5 separate regions of the Mus musculus genome follow, and regions 1, 2, 3 and 4 are each linked to region 5. Evidence: chromatin contacts called from public promoter capture Hi-C data. All regions are on one chromosome and are shown on one strand. Each heading gives the region's core, a stretch centred on a gene start, on an enhancer-like site or on the middle of the called end of the contact. The rest is flanking DNA. Distances are from core to core; before and after follow the strand shown. Region 1 has its middle 8.0 kb from the start of Ldlrad3. Region 2 holds the start of Rag2 (recombination activating gene 2). Region 3 holds the start of Trim44 (tripartite motif-containing 44). Region 4 holds the start of Traf6 (TNF receptor-associated factor 6). Region 5 holds the start of Hipk3 (homeodomain interacting protein kinase 3).

Evidence for each region. Promoter capture Hi-C pulls out the DNA fragments that hold promoters and counts their contacts. Capture Hi-C pulls out chosen DNA fragments and counts their contacts.
Region 1: a promoter capture Hi-C map of the HPC-7 cell line shows a contact between it and region 5, with 5 times the contacts expected there. The contact joins the enhancer-like site here to the promoter of Hipk3 in region 5. A contact is called at or near these places in 4 of 39 promoter capture datasets (the HPC-7 cell line, liver and pre-B cells).
Region 2: a contact with region 5 is called in a promoter capture Hi-C map of adipose tissue, with 2.9 times the contacts expected there. The contact joins the promoter of Rag2 here to the promoter of Hipk3 in region 5. A contact is called at or near these places in 2 of 39 promoter capture datasets (the C10 cell line and pre-B cells) and 1 of 9 other capture datasets (adipose tissue).
Region 3: a contact with region 5 is called in a promoter capture Hi-C map of liver, with 4 times the contacts expected there. The contact joins the promoter of Trim44 here to the promoter of Hipk3 in region 5. A contact is called at or near these places in 2 of 39 promoter capture datasets (the HPC-7 cell line and liver).
Region 4: a promoter capture Hi-C map of pre-B cells shows a contact between it and region 5, with 6 times the contacts expected there. The contact joins the promoter of Traf6 here to the promoter of Hipk3 in region 5. A contact is called at or near these places in 1 of 39 promoter capture datasets (pre-B cells) and 1 of 9 other capture datasets (liver).

The regions. Positions count from the first base shown.
Region 1 is chr2:102,193,096-102,195,814 of GRCm38.p6, reverse strand. No RefSeq gene overlaps it. Among named protein-coding and RNA genes, the nearest start is that of Ldlrad3, 8.0 kb to the right of the region's middle. Within about 2 kb of position 1,329, at least 31 of the 459 cell types and tissues checked have an H3K27ac peak or open chromatin away from gene starts, as enhancers often do. A contact at or near this core is called in the HPC-7 cell line, where this site is marked.
Region 2 is chr2:101,623,267-101,625,966 of GRCm38.p6, reverse strand. Rag2 (recombination activating gene 2) reads right to left here and starts at 1,255. Exons shown (of 3, transcript NM_009020.4): 1 at 1,097-1,255. All of the region lies in intron 1 of Iftap (intraflagellar transport associated protein), which reads left to right.
Region 3 is chr2:102,399,633-102,402,332 of GRCm38.p6, reverse strand. It overlaps Trim44 (tripartite motif-containing 44), which reads left to right and starts at 1,433. Exons shown (of 5, transcript NM_020267.2): 1 at 1,433-2,320. The coding sequence starts at 1,649.
Region 4 is chr2:101,677,012-101,679,711 of GRCm38.p6, reverse strand. Traf6 (TNF receptor-associated factor 6) reads right to left here and starts at 1,292. Exons shown (of 7, transcript NM_001303273.1): 1 at 1,092-1,292.
Region 5 is chr2:104,493,133-104,495,832 of GRCm38.p6, reverse strand. It overlaps Hipk3 (homeodomain interacting protein kinase 3), which reads left to right and starts at 1,344. Exons shown (of 16, transcript NM_010434.2): 1 at 1,344-1,885.

The DNA.
Region 1 (2,719 bases), core at 80-2,579, 2.3 Mb after region 5:
CAGGCTGGCTTCAGGATTTAAACAACATTGATTGGCAGGCCCTTCAGCCATATCCTGCTTCTGTTACCTAGAATAGACCATTTAATCTGTCCACATCTCAGTTCCTCCCCATGAAAATGAAAATGAGGAACCTCTGGGGCCAACCTGTGGGAAGTGAGACACCTGCTCGCTGGTGTATGCTGGTTGACGGGCCCGTGTGATCATGGCAGTGGGCACTGTCCACAGACTGACCCCACTGCTGCTGGCTCCCGTCTTCAGCACCCACTTCTAGTTTTGCTGCCTGAGGGCCTCAGATAAAATGAGAAAAGAGAAAGAAGGGTAGAGATTTAGAATTCAGTCAACAAGGACTGAATTTCATAGAAAATGAGCCTGCGTTACACCCAGAAGCTTGACTTTAGATATGGCTTCCACAGCTTCACAGTTGCCATCAACATGGAGTCTCAGCTGGCCACAGTATAAGCCAGCTCCGAGCAGCACATCTTTCCTTGGCTTTTCTCCCCTGTTGTCTCTACTTGCTTACTTCTGTTTCCATGGAACAACCTGCAGCCAAGTCCTTGTCTCAATTCCTGTCAGTGGGCCCTACGTACGCCTACATAAGAAAGTGCTCAGCAAGTTCTAGGACAGCCAGGGCTCTGCAGAGAAACTCTGCCCTGGACCATACCCCGCCCCCGAAAAAGAAAGAAAGAGTAAGTGCTTAGTGGATATTTCTAATTATTGTTATTTGCAGGAGAACTTCTTCACTCCATGTGTTTGAACCAAAACTCAACATTTTAAAATTTGAGTTTAAAGATACGTATGCAGAAAAATGTTGACTTAGACACTTATCAAATCCATCTGATCAGACTGTCCCCAGAGTCAGAAACTCATGATTCCTATACATCCCCTCTCATCCATCCCTTCTTACGCCGTGCACGTTAGGGCAGACTTGACCTCCATTGCATTTTTAGATTGGGAAAGAGCATGTTCTGGGTGTGATGCATCTCCTACACCCTGAATGTAGATCAATAATAAATATATGAAGGATGGATTGCTAAAAGAGGCTTATTACTAAAGACTTATTACTTATTACTAAAATTCTTCTACCAGAGCACTTAGCTGCCACCTCTGTCTTAACTAGGCTTGTGCCTGCCGGTCATATCACTCCACTCTGCATAAATACAACTAAATAGTCGAGGCTGGATAACTTTATAAGGAGTTTATTTTGACTCACTTGTCTGGAGGCACAATGCTGAGGCTGTAGGAGGTGATGGCTTGCTTAGCAGCAGTCTCAGTGATAAGCGCTTCAATGGCAGAAGGCAGGAAGGATGTGTCTCCTTGCTTCCCCATTCTCTTCCGAGAAAGCCACCACATCCAACCCCAGAGCTCTGCTCTGATAAGCCTCTCTAACTCTAATCACACCCCAAAGGCCCTGTCTTAAAATGCCACATTTAGGAGTGTGGGGAGATAGCTAATCTTATAAAACACTTCCCACACAAGCACAAGGACCCAAGTGTGGATTTCCAAAATGTAAGTAAAAAATCTAGACGCAGTGGTGTTTGTCTGGAAGCTCAGGGCTGGGGAAGCAGAGACAACTGGATCCCTGGACCTCAGTGGCTAACCAGCATAGCCAAATTGGTGAACTCTAGGTTCAGGGGAGCTGGGGGAGGACCCTGTCTCATAAAAAAAATGGAGAGCAGTGGGAAAAGCAAAGCAAAGCAAAACAAAGCAACCTGATGTCAACCTCTGCCTCCTTATGTACTTACACGTACACATACACTACTCTCCTGTTACCACAAGCTCAAACCTACAGGAACACAAATATACACATATACCACACATACGCACACACACCAGATACCACAGCCAGATGAAGTTTCTATGTGCCTGATACTCTTGGTTCGGGTTAAACTCTGGTAACAGGAACTTTGGAGGGGTAAATTATATTTAAACCATAGCACCAATCTATAGGTTGAGAAGACACTTTGCATACTGAAAACCACACGACTCGTCTACTTTGAATATAACAAGAGCTTGAAGAACTGAATGTGCACATGAGATTTGCCGAACCATTGGCATCAACTAGTTGGGATGTAGCCCCTGTTGCATCAGGCCTCTATTTCTGAGTCAGTACTGATTCATGAGGTAATCTGGAGCCTAGGAAGCAGCCGGGCAGCAGGGTGTGGTACGGGGAGCTCTTGTGGTCTCAGACCTATTTATCAGGCGGTCCTGAAATGCTTCATCCTCTTGTGAGTGAACTGTTGCATTGGCCTGCCCTCTGTGAATCTCAGACATGGTTGCTGTGATTGACTTGGCGTCCTTCAAACTCTTCCATAACTCCCTTTTGCCCTCAAACACCGGCAGCTGCAGCAGGATTGAGTGGGACTAAGATTCTACTCATCCTGTGAGCCTGGAGCTCTTCCCCACAGTCAGAGCCAACGGCGTAGCCCAGCATTGGCCTTGACTTTGCCTTTGCTGGCGCTAGGCTGTGAGCTCTAAGCCAACTGGCCTACACACATAGCTTCTAGCATTACCACTGCCCGATCTCTTCTACCTTGGAAATTTTCATTGCAATTACTCTGGATTTTCACAGCGATGGCGCTCATGTTTATGTGGCTGTAACTCGATTGTTGCTGGGTGGGTTGGCACACCTCTCCAGATGGACTCGCACGGGGTAAATGTCCAACTTCCAATTCCGTTTTACATTCCATCACTCTCCTGGCTTGGCCATCAGGCCACACAC
Region 2 (2,700 bases), core at 6-2,505, 2.9 Mb after region 5:
TTAAATAATAGAAACATTGGAGGGATGTGAGCGTTTTTGACGCACTGAGTTGTTGAAAGTTTGGTTTATGGGCTGGAATCGATTTTCACTGGAGTTGAAGAGTATACCTTTTCCATGGTTTTAATATAACTACATTAGTTACATCTAGGGTTTTTAAAATTGTTTAAAAATTATGTTAGATCTAAAATAACCCACTGAAGGTTTTTCTTTAAATAGACATAAAAAAAAAAGATTGTGTTCTTCAACTGAGGGAAATTTCAAAGTCAACACATTAAAGATGCTTTTTGAAAGGAAGAAATCCAGGTCCAGCATCCTTGGTGCCGTGTCCTCAGTCCTGTGCTAGCATTCCGCAGCAGGGCGGTTTTCACCTAAGTCACCTTTAAGCAAGGCCATAGTTGAGTATCAGAAGGGAACTAATGAGCTGGGCGGTGGTGGTGCACGCCTTTAATCCCAGCACTTGGGAGGCAGAGGCAGAGGCAGGCAGATTTCTGAGTTTGAGGCCAGCCTGGTCTACAAAGTGAGTTCCAGGACAGCCAGGGCTATAACAGAGAAACCCTGTCTCGAAACACCCCCCCCCCCCCCAAAAAAAAAGGAAGGGAACTAATGGTGTGAGGTCTGGGTTTGTAGTTTCCTGTGTCTGAACTGACTTTCTCTCCAACGACAGATAGTATATACTCTGAAGCATTCAGTCTTACCGATCAGCATTGCTTATGTTTCCTGATTCCAAAATAGCAAGTACGCCCATGGACTGCTGCTATGTAGTGTGAGTTAACTAACACTGGTTTGCATGGTTAATCAGGTTTGAGGCACACACTATATAATTTCTGCTGGCAATAAACCAGGATTAGGTCTTTATTCCCACATTGATGCCACAGGGTCATTTATCTGACAAGATTAATAATAGCGCCCCAAAGGAATTAGTCATTGCAGTAGCTGAATACCACAACCATACCTCCAAAATCTAAGACCCGTCTCCCTTACCCAGATGCTCTGCCCTCTTGTAGCCAGTTGCTTTAGTGTGGCATCGGCAGCCCCTTAAAGTTTATCAACATAGGTAAATGTTTATCTTTTCTAGAAATGAAGGTATTGGACCTACCTGAAGGCCAGAGGGGCTGCTTATCCCTCTCTGAATCCTTTCGGCCAAGCCAGGAATTAAACTCGGCACTTGGGGAAGAGTCACTGTTTAGTTTGTGCCAAGCTGAAGGCTGCAGGGTAGAGTGTTTGTGTGCCTACAGATGTTCCAGTGAGCACTGGTGTGCTGGTGTAACGGGAGTAACTGACTGTGACCTCCTTCCCCCTCCCTGCACCCCTGTGATGGTTGAGGGAGACAGAAACCCACCAGGGTGTTCCTCTCAAGTTTAACCTTTTCATTACTGACAGATTGAAAATGTTAAGTCCCGAGATACCAGTCATTTGTAAAGACAAGGTCTAATTGAAACTCGATTTGTTAAAATTAAAAACATTTTAGAAAACCCACAAAAAATGACTGTCTTAAGCTTGGTTTAAGTGAATACTATTGTGAATTAAATGGGAAATTATCTGTTCTGAAGCAGAGATCAGAATGTCTCTTTTATGGTTTGCCTTAGTGCAGACTAAGGAGTAAGGGTTCTACATATTGGAGACCTCTGTCTGCTTTGTGGCTGTGTGTAACATTCATTGTGATGCTTGTGAATACAGGGTTTACTTAACCCTCAAGCCTAATAAAGAAATGTGTTACCTTACATGACAATTTATGAACTGTCCTCAGTCAGAGGCAGCGTTGTAACTTTATATGGACTTGTTAGCAGAACCTCCTTTACAATTCTAATAGCTGTGTGGGATTTCACTGAGCATAAACATTGAGTATAAAAGGACCTTTTCTGCTTTGTCATTCAGTCAGCTTCCACAAAGCTTAGATGGCCACAGATAGTGACGAGGGGTAGACAGATCTGGTAGGGCTTTTTCTTCCATCACTCATAATAGAGTTATTCTTTTGAGCTTCAATTTTCTTATCTCCAAGATAAGATCTGAATGTTTCTGAACAGACCATGTATGGAAAAGTGGGCGTGCATAATAAATCTTGATTATGAGGGTGAGTGGTGTTATAGGTATATTTGTATACATAGCGACTTAATTTTATTTGAAAATGTTCGATCTGGTTTCAGGATTGACTTTCTTCTTTTTTAAATGCATGTGCAGCTCCGTTCCTTTGTTGATTCTTCTCATCTGAAAATGTTGGTTCAACTATCATTGTCTAGTTATTTCCACGATGATTTTTGCTTGTCTGGAGGAGCACATTTGGCTGTTTTCCTGTCAGTACCATTGTGTGAGTTATGATGTCTGAAACTACAGCAATGGTGGCAACACTCATAAAGCTGATGTTCTAGATGGTTCTACAGTCTTACAAAACAGATTTCACTTAATATTATGAGCTGAAATAAGTAGCTTATGTCAAGTGTTTTAGTCTTTAGATTGTAACACTATCATTAACCTGGCAGTTTTTACTTAGTCTTTGACTAGGTTATCTATCTCTGGAGGTGACTGGAAACTAGCATAGTAATACTCTCGGAGCCATGGTTTCACTTTCCTTGTATGTGTCTGTTATGTTGAGGCCGAAGAATAGTCATCAGGGGTCTAAAGGTATTAAATGGAAAATCCCAGACATAAGCCAATTCTGAGTTTTAAACTGTAGGGTGCCCTGAATAGCACAATGAGGTCTTG
Region 3 (2,700 bases), core at 184-2,683, 2.1 Mb after region 5:
TCCCTTCTCCCCACCCCCACTCCTCTCAAAGATAGAATCTATGTTTCCTTGGCTGTCTTGGAACCCCTAAGTCGAAGGTACTAGCCTCCAACTAAGAGACCCACTGGTCTCTGCCTCGCAAGTGCTTGAGAGTGTGCATCACATGCCTAGCTATTTTCCATTCTGTAATCCACTTTCCTCTGCCCCACTAGAGCAAAATGTCCTCCTTTCTCTCTCAAATACATTTTTTTTTCTGTTACTGGAGAGACAACCATAGATGGTAGAGAAGGGGATGGCTACATTACCAGCAGCCCACCAAAAATGTCTTATGTTTAAGGTATGAAATGACCTTTGAAGTGTCATTGTCAGCATTATAAATTATGCTAAAATTAATAAAGCTTACTGATCACTTCTGTACAGACTCCTTTACATTTAATCCACAAATCCCCACGAAGGAGATATTGCTATTATTTCTATTTTACAGAGTTTGGTGTTTTTTGTTTGTTTGTTGTTGTTGTCTTTGGGGGGGGGTGGTTTTTAAAACAGAAAGATGAAGTAATTTGTCCATGATTACCAAACCTAAGTGGTGGCCTTAGGATTTGGGGACTCTAGTGGATAAAGTTCTAAAATCAGGCTTTGAAAACACCACAAGAAGATCTAGCACGGTCTGGGGCACTTTAACATTGTTTAATGTGTATCAACCGCTTTCCTTTCTCTTGGTGTCGGCTTGGAATCTAGAGTGACCAGTTAGTGACTGGGAGTTGGCATCTCACTTCAAAACTATGATCCCCCTCACCTCCCTTCACCTGACACAGCTATTACTCAGAGATTCTGAACCCCTAGGAGGCCGGGATGCAAATAGACTTTGCAAACACACAAGGCACAGTATTGCTTTGGATCAAAAATGTTGCGTGTTTGCTCAGTCAGACTGAGACCTCAGTAGCCTAGAAGAACACACACAGCCCTTTTGGGGGCTTTATGGAAATCCCAGGCGGGCAGGTTCGGTGTGATAAAGAGCCTTGGGGCCTTGGCCCCTTGAAAATCCGGGGGCTGTGATGGGGCGGGGACAGTGTCTCCAGAGTGACATAAGTCCGCAGGGACCGCAGGCTAGTGGTTTTCGGTCAGGTTGACACCTCCAGGGAGGGCGTGGGAGAGGCGGGGCCCGTCGCCCTGCTCTGCGAGGAGAGATTGCGCTCGAGCTTCTCCTTCCGGGGGGGATGCTCAGCCCCGCGGGAAAACGCAGAAAAGGGTCCTTGCCGCTTTAAGTGACTCAGGAAGTGAAAGGAGGCCGCTGACGGCGTGGGTAAAGTGGAACCGGGGCGGCGTGGGCCCGCGGCGGCCGCGATCTTGCCGGGCAACGGAGGCCGGGTTGCGCGGCGCAGGGGCCGACGGGGCGCAGGCTGCCGCGCCGGAAGTGGCGCGCGAGGGACGGGGCGCGGGCGCGGCGCGCGGCGAAGAGACCGAGCGGGCGCCAGGCCCAGCGCTGACGGCTGGCCGGGCCCTCAGGCCTCAGCAGCTGCAGACGCGGCGCGGCGCAGCGCAGCGGCGCGGCCCAGGCGGGGCGGCCGGCCAGACCCCGGGGGTAAGCGGGCCTGCGTGAGGAAGGCGCTCCGCGCTGAAGGCGGAGAGCACGCCAGCCGCTAGGCCTCGGCCTCGTCCCTGCAGCCACATGGCCTCCGGAGTGGGCGCGGCCTGCGAGGAGCTGCCTCCCGACGGCACGTGTGACGAGTGCGAACCCGACGAGGCGCCCGGGGCGGAGGAGGTGTGCCGCGACTGCGGCTTCTGCTACTGCCGCCGCCACGCCGACGCGCATCGCCAGAAGTTCCTCAGCCACCGCCTGGCTGCCTACGTCCATGGCGCCCAGGCCTGGACTCCGCCGGCCAGCGGGGGAGACGACGCGCTCCCCGAAGACGGCGAGGCCAAAGGGGAGGCCGAGGGGGAGGTAGAGAGCGAGGTCGGGGAAGAAGAGAGCGAGACGGAGGTAGACAGTGAGTCGGAAGAAGAGAGCGAGACCGAGGAAGACAGTGAGGATGAGAGTGACGAGGAGAGTGAAGAAGACAGCGAGGAAGAGATGGAGGATGAGCAGGAGAGCGAGGCGGAGGAAGACAACCAAGAAGGGGAATCAGAGGCAGAAGGAGAAACTGAGGCAGAAAGCGAATTTGACCCCGAAATAGAGATGGAAGCGGAGAGAGTGGCCAAGAGGAAGTGTCCAGACCATGGGCTGGATTTGAGCACCTATTGTCAGGAAGATAGGCAGCTCATCTGTGTCCTGTGTCCAGTCATTGGGGCTCACCGGGGCCACCAGCTGTCCACGCTGGACGAAGCCTTCGAAGAACTGAGAGTGAGTATCGGGCATTCAGACATGTCTAAGGGGAACAGGATCCCCGATTTCAGATAGCCTAGCTGTGACCACATTCATTTTCATGTATCAACAAGACGAGTCGCCATGTTGGAAGCCGTGCCTAGTCTACCATTTTGGTTGAAATTGTCAAGTTGTCAGTTCTCATCTGTGAACATACAAGAACACAGAAAATCTTGAGTATAGTTTCTGACAGTTTGCAAATTACTTCTCCCTGGAATTCAGATAGGCCATTCCTTGAGAACTGTGACGCCATTTAGGCCCATTTCTATACATGATCACCGTTGTTAGGATAAGTGTTTTGACTTAGGGCTCTTGCTATGGTAACTCAGCCCACTTGGAAAACATGAGAAAGAAACGGT
Region 4 (2,700 bases), core at 43-2,542, 2.8 Mb after region 5:
ATAGTATATACAGGGCATCAAGGCTGAAACTCAAATATGATTCTTGTATCTATCATGTGGCTAAGCCACTGGTTCAAACACTTTCCTCGAGTCACATGACACCTCTTTACCCTCCATTTCAAAAACCAAAAAGAGCTCTCCCCACCCCGGCATCCTCAAAGGAGGTATGAAAGGCCAGCAGCTCAAGTCTCAAAGCCAATATAATACTTCGGCTGTGACAAATTGTTCTCGTTTCTAGACGTCTGTCACAGGCTAGCGGACTGCTCTCAGAAAACAAGCTAATCCTATACATCCAAGCGTTAGGTGCTTTCTGTTCACACACAAAGACAGTCTAAGTCTCATCCGGAGTTCCCCTGAAGCCAAATACTAGGAACAGCTTTAGCAACACGGCGTCTGGAACAATCGAGAGAGCGCAGGGGTGGGGAGGGGAACATTGGTGTCAGCGTACTTTTTTTTTTTTTAAACTTGCTGCTTAGGTTAGAACCGCTCTCGAATTTAAAAGGGCACACAAAAAGTTTTCCCCTGCACTCTGGGAGTTTGAAGGGATTTTCTCTTTTCTTCTTTTCTTTTCTTTTCTTTTCTTTTCTTTTCTTTTCTTTTCTTAATTTAAGCTGGAAGGGACGGGAAAACCCAGCAGGCGATTTCCTTCCCCGGACAGGGGAAAACACCAGGTGAGGAAGAGAGGGGCTGGGGAGAGGGATGCCGTGTGCCGGAAGGCGACAGAAACGCCAGGAGAGGCTCCTAAACCAGGGGCGGGTTCAGGACCTGTGGGGCTAGAGCAGGGGAGACCCGCAGTCCCGGGGAGGGCACAGAGGGCTCCTCCGGCTCGTGGGAGGACTGTGGGCGCATCCTGCACCTGTCAGGCGACAGGGACAGAGGTGGCTTTGTGCTGAGACAGGGGGTCCCAGGGCTACCCAGACGAGAGGGGGCAAGGGGGCGGAGTCCCGGACCCGAGGGAGGACGTGGAGATGGCCAGTCCTATCTGTGGGAAGCGAGGGCTCGCGGCGACAGGTCCCTGTCCCGTGGGGAACCGGGGGTGACTCTCCCGGGCCCGCGGCCGCCGGAACTCTAGTTCGAAGCCGCTCACTCACCGATCGTACACGCTGAGACTTCACAACCAACTGGGAAGGCTTCCCCGGGCTGCGCCGCGTCGCCTACATACACGGCACTCCGAGACCAAGTGGCTCCGACGCCAAACTCCCGGCTCGTGGGCCGCGGCTGCTGCGTCCGCCGACGGCCGGAGCCTCAGCCCCAGCCGCGGCCGCCGCTGCTTCCGCCTTCTCAGCTCGCTAGGAGCAGCAAGGGGAGGGGAGCGCGCCCCGGGACAAAGAGGCCCCGCGGGAGAGGCCGCCCCCTGTCTGTGGTCCTCCACGCTGAAGCCTTACCCCGCCCTTCCTCGCAAAGAAGTTTTCTCAATAGGCAGAACCTTACATTAATCACGTAGCCCTTCCTCGGACCAGTGCAAAACAGTCGTCTCATGCATGAAACATTTCTTCACAATTGCTGCCATCTGCATGATCCCATTCTCCAACATTGTCACGGGAGAGCTATTTTGAGTTCTCAGTTTAACTGGATGCAAATATCTACGGATTGTAACTGGCACAATGCAATAGATGCCCAAAAGATTTTCACCCTCATCTGAAAATTTGACTCATCTTCTCCATCTGATATGAAAGGTATTATTGTGTATTAAGGCTGTTAGGTAAGGTAAGTAGATACATGTAAATAAGTTATTTAAAATCATCTAGGAAATAATATGTGCAGTAAATATCAATAATACTATCTTTTGCTGACATCTTAGTAGAAGGATTCTTTCAAACATAAGAATCTAGTACAACTCAAACTCAATTCTTCCTCTATCCCCTTTAAAAAGTGCTTTGAAATGTTTAAGGCATGAAGAGTATAAAAAGCTACACCCAGGCTTCTGTGTGCTCATCACGCAGTTTAAGAAGTAGAAGGAAGCAAGTTGAATTGCAATACTCTGCGTATAGCTGTCCCCTCCACTTATATAAGTAAACTCCTGAGGTATGCAAAAAGGGATCATCTTACAAAGTCAGTGGTGGGTAAAGGACCAGTGAGATGTCTCAGCGGGTAAAGAAACATGACTTTAGTCCTGACGATATGCGCTGGAACTCCAGAACCTACACCGTAGAAGAGAACCTATTGCCAAAAGTTGTCCTCTGAACTACAAGTGCACACAATGGCATGCACATAATGCACATGTGTGCAAGTGCACGTACATACACATACACACACACACACATGCGCACACTACAAAAAAGAGAGAGAGAGAGGCACAGAGAAAAGAAAAGGCAGGGCATTGGATTTCCTTCATTTATTAGTGTGACCTCTGGAGCAAGTTAGTCACGTGACAGACATTACAAGCTTCCACTTCCTAAATCATAGAACAGGTTTACATCATGGGTGGTACCTTACACACTGTTGTCAAGGTGAACTAATAAAAAAAATTGATGTGGGAGAACTTAGCAAGAGGCTTTCAAAAAGATCAGGTGTTCTGTGTTTATTTCTTTTTGTTTTTGTTTGTTTGTTTGTTTGTTGGTTGGTTGGTTTTTTAACACAGGGTTTCTCTGTGTAGCCTTGGCTGTCCTGGAACTCACTTTGTAGACCAGGCTGGCCTCGAACTCAGAAATCCGCCTGCCTCTGCCTCCTAAGTGCTGGGATTAAAGGTGTGCACCACCA
Region 5 (2,700 bases), core at 95-2,594:
GAATGGCTCCGACATTGCCCTCCTTTTGGATGTAGAGGGTAATCTCGAGCCTCTTCCGGTTCTGTCCATCTACCCGGCGCTGGCAATAGAGACTTGCATCACTGTGGCCATCTCATGCATACACCTTTTCTAAAAATCAGTCATTAGCTTTTCTACTTTAGTCTTCACTGTACTCCTATCTTGAAGAAAACACTGGTCACTGGAAAAAGGATTATCAGTGGCCTCGAGGGGATACCCTTTCCCCCTTTAAAGACATTCTACACAGTCCTAGTTTGAAAGGCAATAGGTAAAGGACTAGTATCTACCCAGCGAGTTGACCCTCCCTTTAGCCCCAGCTGCTGCAATGGAGAATATGTGTGGAGAAATAACATCGGCAAGCTCAGTCCTTCTAGTAAAGGAAGAAAGCAAAGGACATCTCCATTATAGAGACAGAGGTGCTTGCGTTGCGGAAACGTTAAATATTAGTTTAGAACCCAGACGAAACAGGTGGCAAAATAGGTTTACTGAATGATGGGTTGCTTCGAAGATAGATGCTTTCTGGAGAGATAGATGGAGGGGAGAGGGGTGGAGACTAAAGCTTTGCTCTTTAACCTTGCTCACGTCATCGAAACTTGTCTAAACCCTTGTCTTAGCATAAGAGTTTGGACTATGCATCAGTAAGATTCTTTCATCTCAAATTCCATGGTTCTATGGTTACGTGGGTGGAAATGGACCATTCTGTCGATTTCCTAGTTTCCAGGAGCGAAGAAACTAGCTTGGGTGTGGAACTAACTCGATGGAGAATTATCAACGTAGAGGTGGGCAGCTTCTCAACCACTGTGGTGGTGCACTTGGAAAACTTCCAAGAGAGTCCGTCCCTCATTCTTTGACGTGGTGTGACAAGTCTCCTGCTGTTTTGGAATGGGGGAGCGAGAAGGACCTATTTTAGGCTTAGATTATTCATTCTCTTTCTGCGTTTTTAGACTCCTAAGATGCCAAGAAACAGATTCTAAAGGGGTGGGAAGAGAATTAGGATGGGGTAACCTGGAAAGGCCTGTGGAATCCTGCTTCCGCATCTGAACCCCTTTGGGTATTAGGATTGTCCCTTAAATGTGTATTTTTGGGCCCGGAGTCAGGTTCAGAACTGCAGAGGAGGGCTGACGGAAGCCGTTCCTCTTGGAGGGGATGGCGTGAGAGCTCAGGGTTGGATCCGCGCGGGCCGCCTGGCGGGCTGCGAGCGTCAAGGGCGCGGCTGCAGGCGGACCCTGGGGAGGGGCTTCGCGGAGGCGCCGCGGCCCTACCCGAGCGGGGCCGCCCGGGCTCGGCGCTCAGAGCGGCCGAGCGGGCGGTGGCGCTGCGGAGGCGGCGGCCGAGGCCGGCGGGCGCGCGGAGGAGGGGCCCGATATCGGGGCGGCCTGCCGCAGCTGCCCGGGTGACGACTGCCGGCAGCGCGGCGCCCCGAGGAGTCCGAGCCGCAGGCCCCGGGCGACGCGGCCTCGCAAGCAGCCCTCGTCCTCGTCTCAACTCCGGGGAAATGGGCCCTCAGCACCGCGGGCCCTGCATCCCTTGTTGCCCGTAGGCCCCGGTGGCCCGCCGGCTTGTCACTGCCCCTCTCCCCAGTCGAGCGGTCCCCACCCCAGGTCCCCGGGAAGGAAGATGAGGGAGACGGGCCCGGCGATCGGCAGCCAGAGAAGCAGCAGCAGCGGTCGGGGGAGGGTGTTTCGCCGTTTCCTCTCAGCCGCCAGGACAAGATGGCAGCGGCCGCCGAGAGGGGCTGAGCCCCGGCTGGGTGGCGCCGCCTGCTGAAGCGCTTGGCTCCGGGTCCCCGCACGGCCCCCGCGACCCACCCCGGACATGCTCAGGGCTGCGGCCGCCCGAAGCGGGGAGAGCGCGGGCCTCTAGGAAGGTAAGGAAGCCAGGCAAGGGCGGGTAGCTCGGCGCCGTCGCGGGGCCTCGGGGGCCGGGGGAACCCTCGGAGCGACGGCTCTCCGTTCCCGCCCGGTTGTCCAGTGCGGCCGGCCCGGGCGGTTCCCGAAGGCCGGCGCCAAGCCAGGCCCGAGGAGGCCGTACGCGGGGACTGCGCGTGCTTTCCGCGCGCGCTTGGCGCAGCCTCCGGGAAGCCGCCCTGGCCGCGCCGGGCTGTCCGGGCCTTCCCCCAAGCCTAGGTTGCGCAACGGCTCTTCCCAGCAACCGAAGTTTTGTTTGGTCCCACGGGGGCCCCCCGTTTCGGCTCGGCGGCTCTAGGCCGTCACTACGGAGACCTCGTTCCTTTCATTGATGGGAGCGAAGACCAACGTGCACGCACGCCGCCGCCGGAGCGCCCAGCCCCGTGGCTGCGCCGCGGAGGCTTGGTGGCCCTGTCACCGGCGTCGCGGGGCGGCGGGTTTGGAGGGTGTCAACTCTGGAGACGTGCGTGCGTGTGATTGTTGGGGAGGAGAAATGTGATCCGAGGCTTCGCGTCCCCAGCGGCGGCGGGAGGAAGGCGTGGCGGCCGCGCGGCGGGGCTGTTGCCGGCTTCTCTCGTTACGGCGGCGGCGGCCCTCTTCCCTTCGCGCTGTGGGGAGACCAGCGGAAAGGACTCGGGACCAGAATGTCTGTTTTCCTGTCTGGGGGGAGACGGCTGTTGTAAAATGGTATGTGGATCTTGGGGGAAGCCTGTTGTTTCCCAGTCTTATCTGTGCTGGAGGAATTGCGCTGAAGGGTGTGTGCGTAAATTACCTT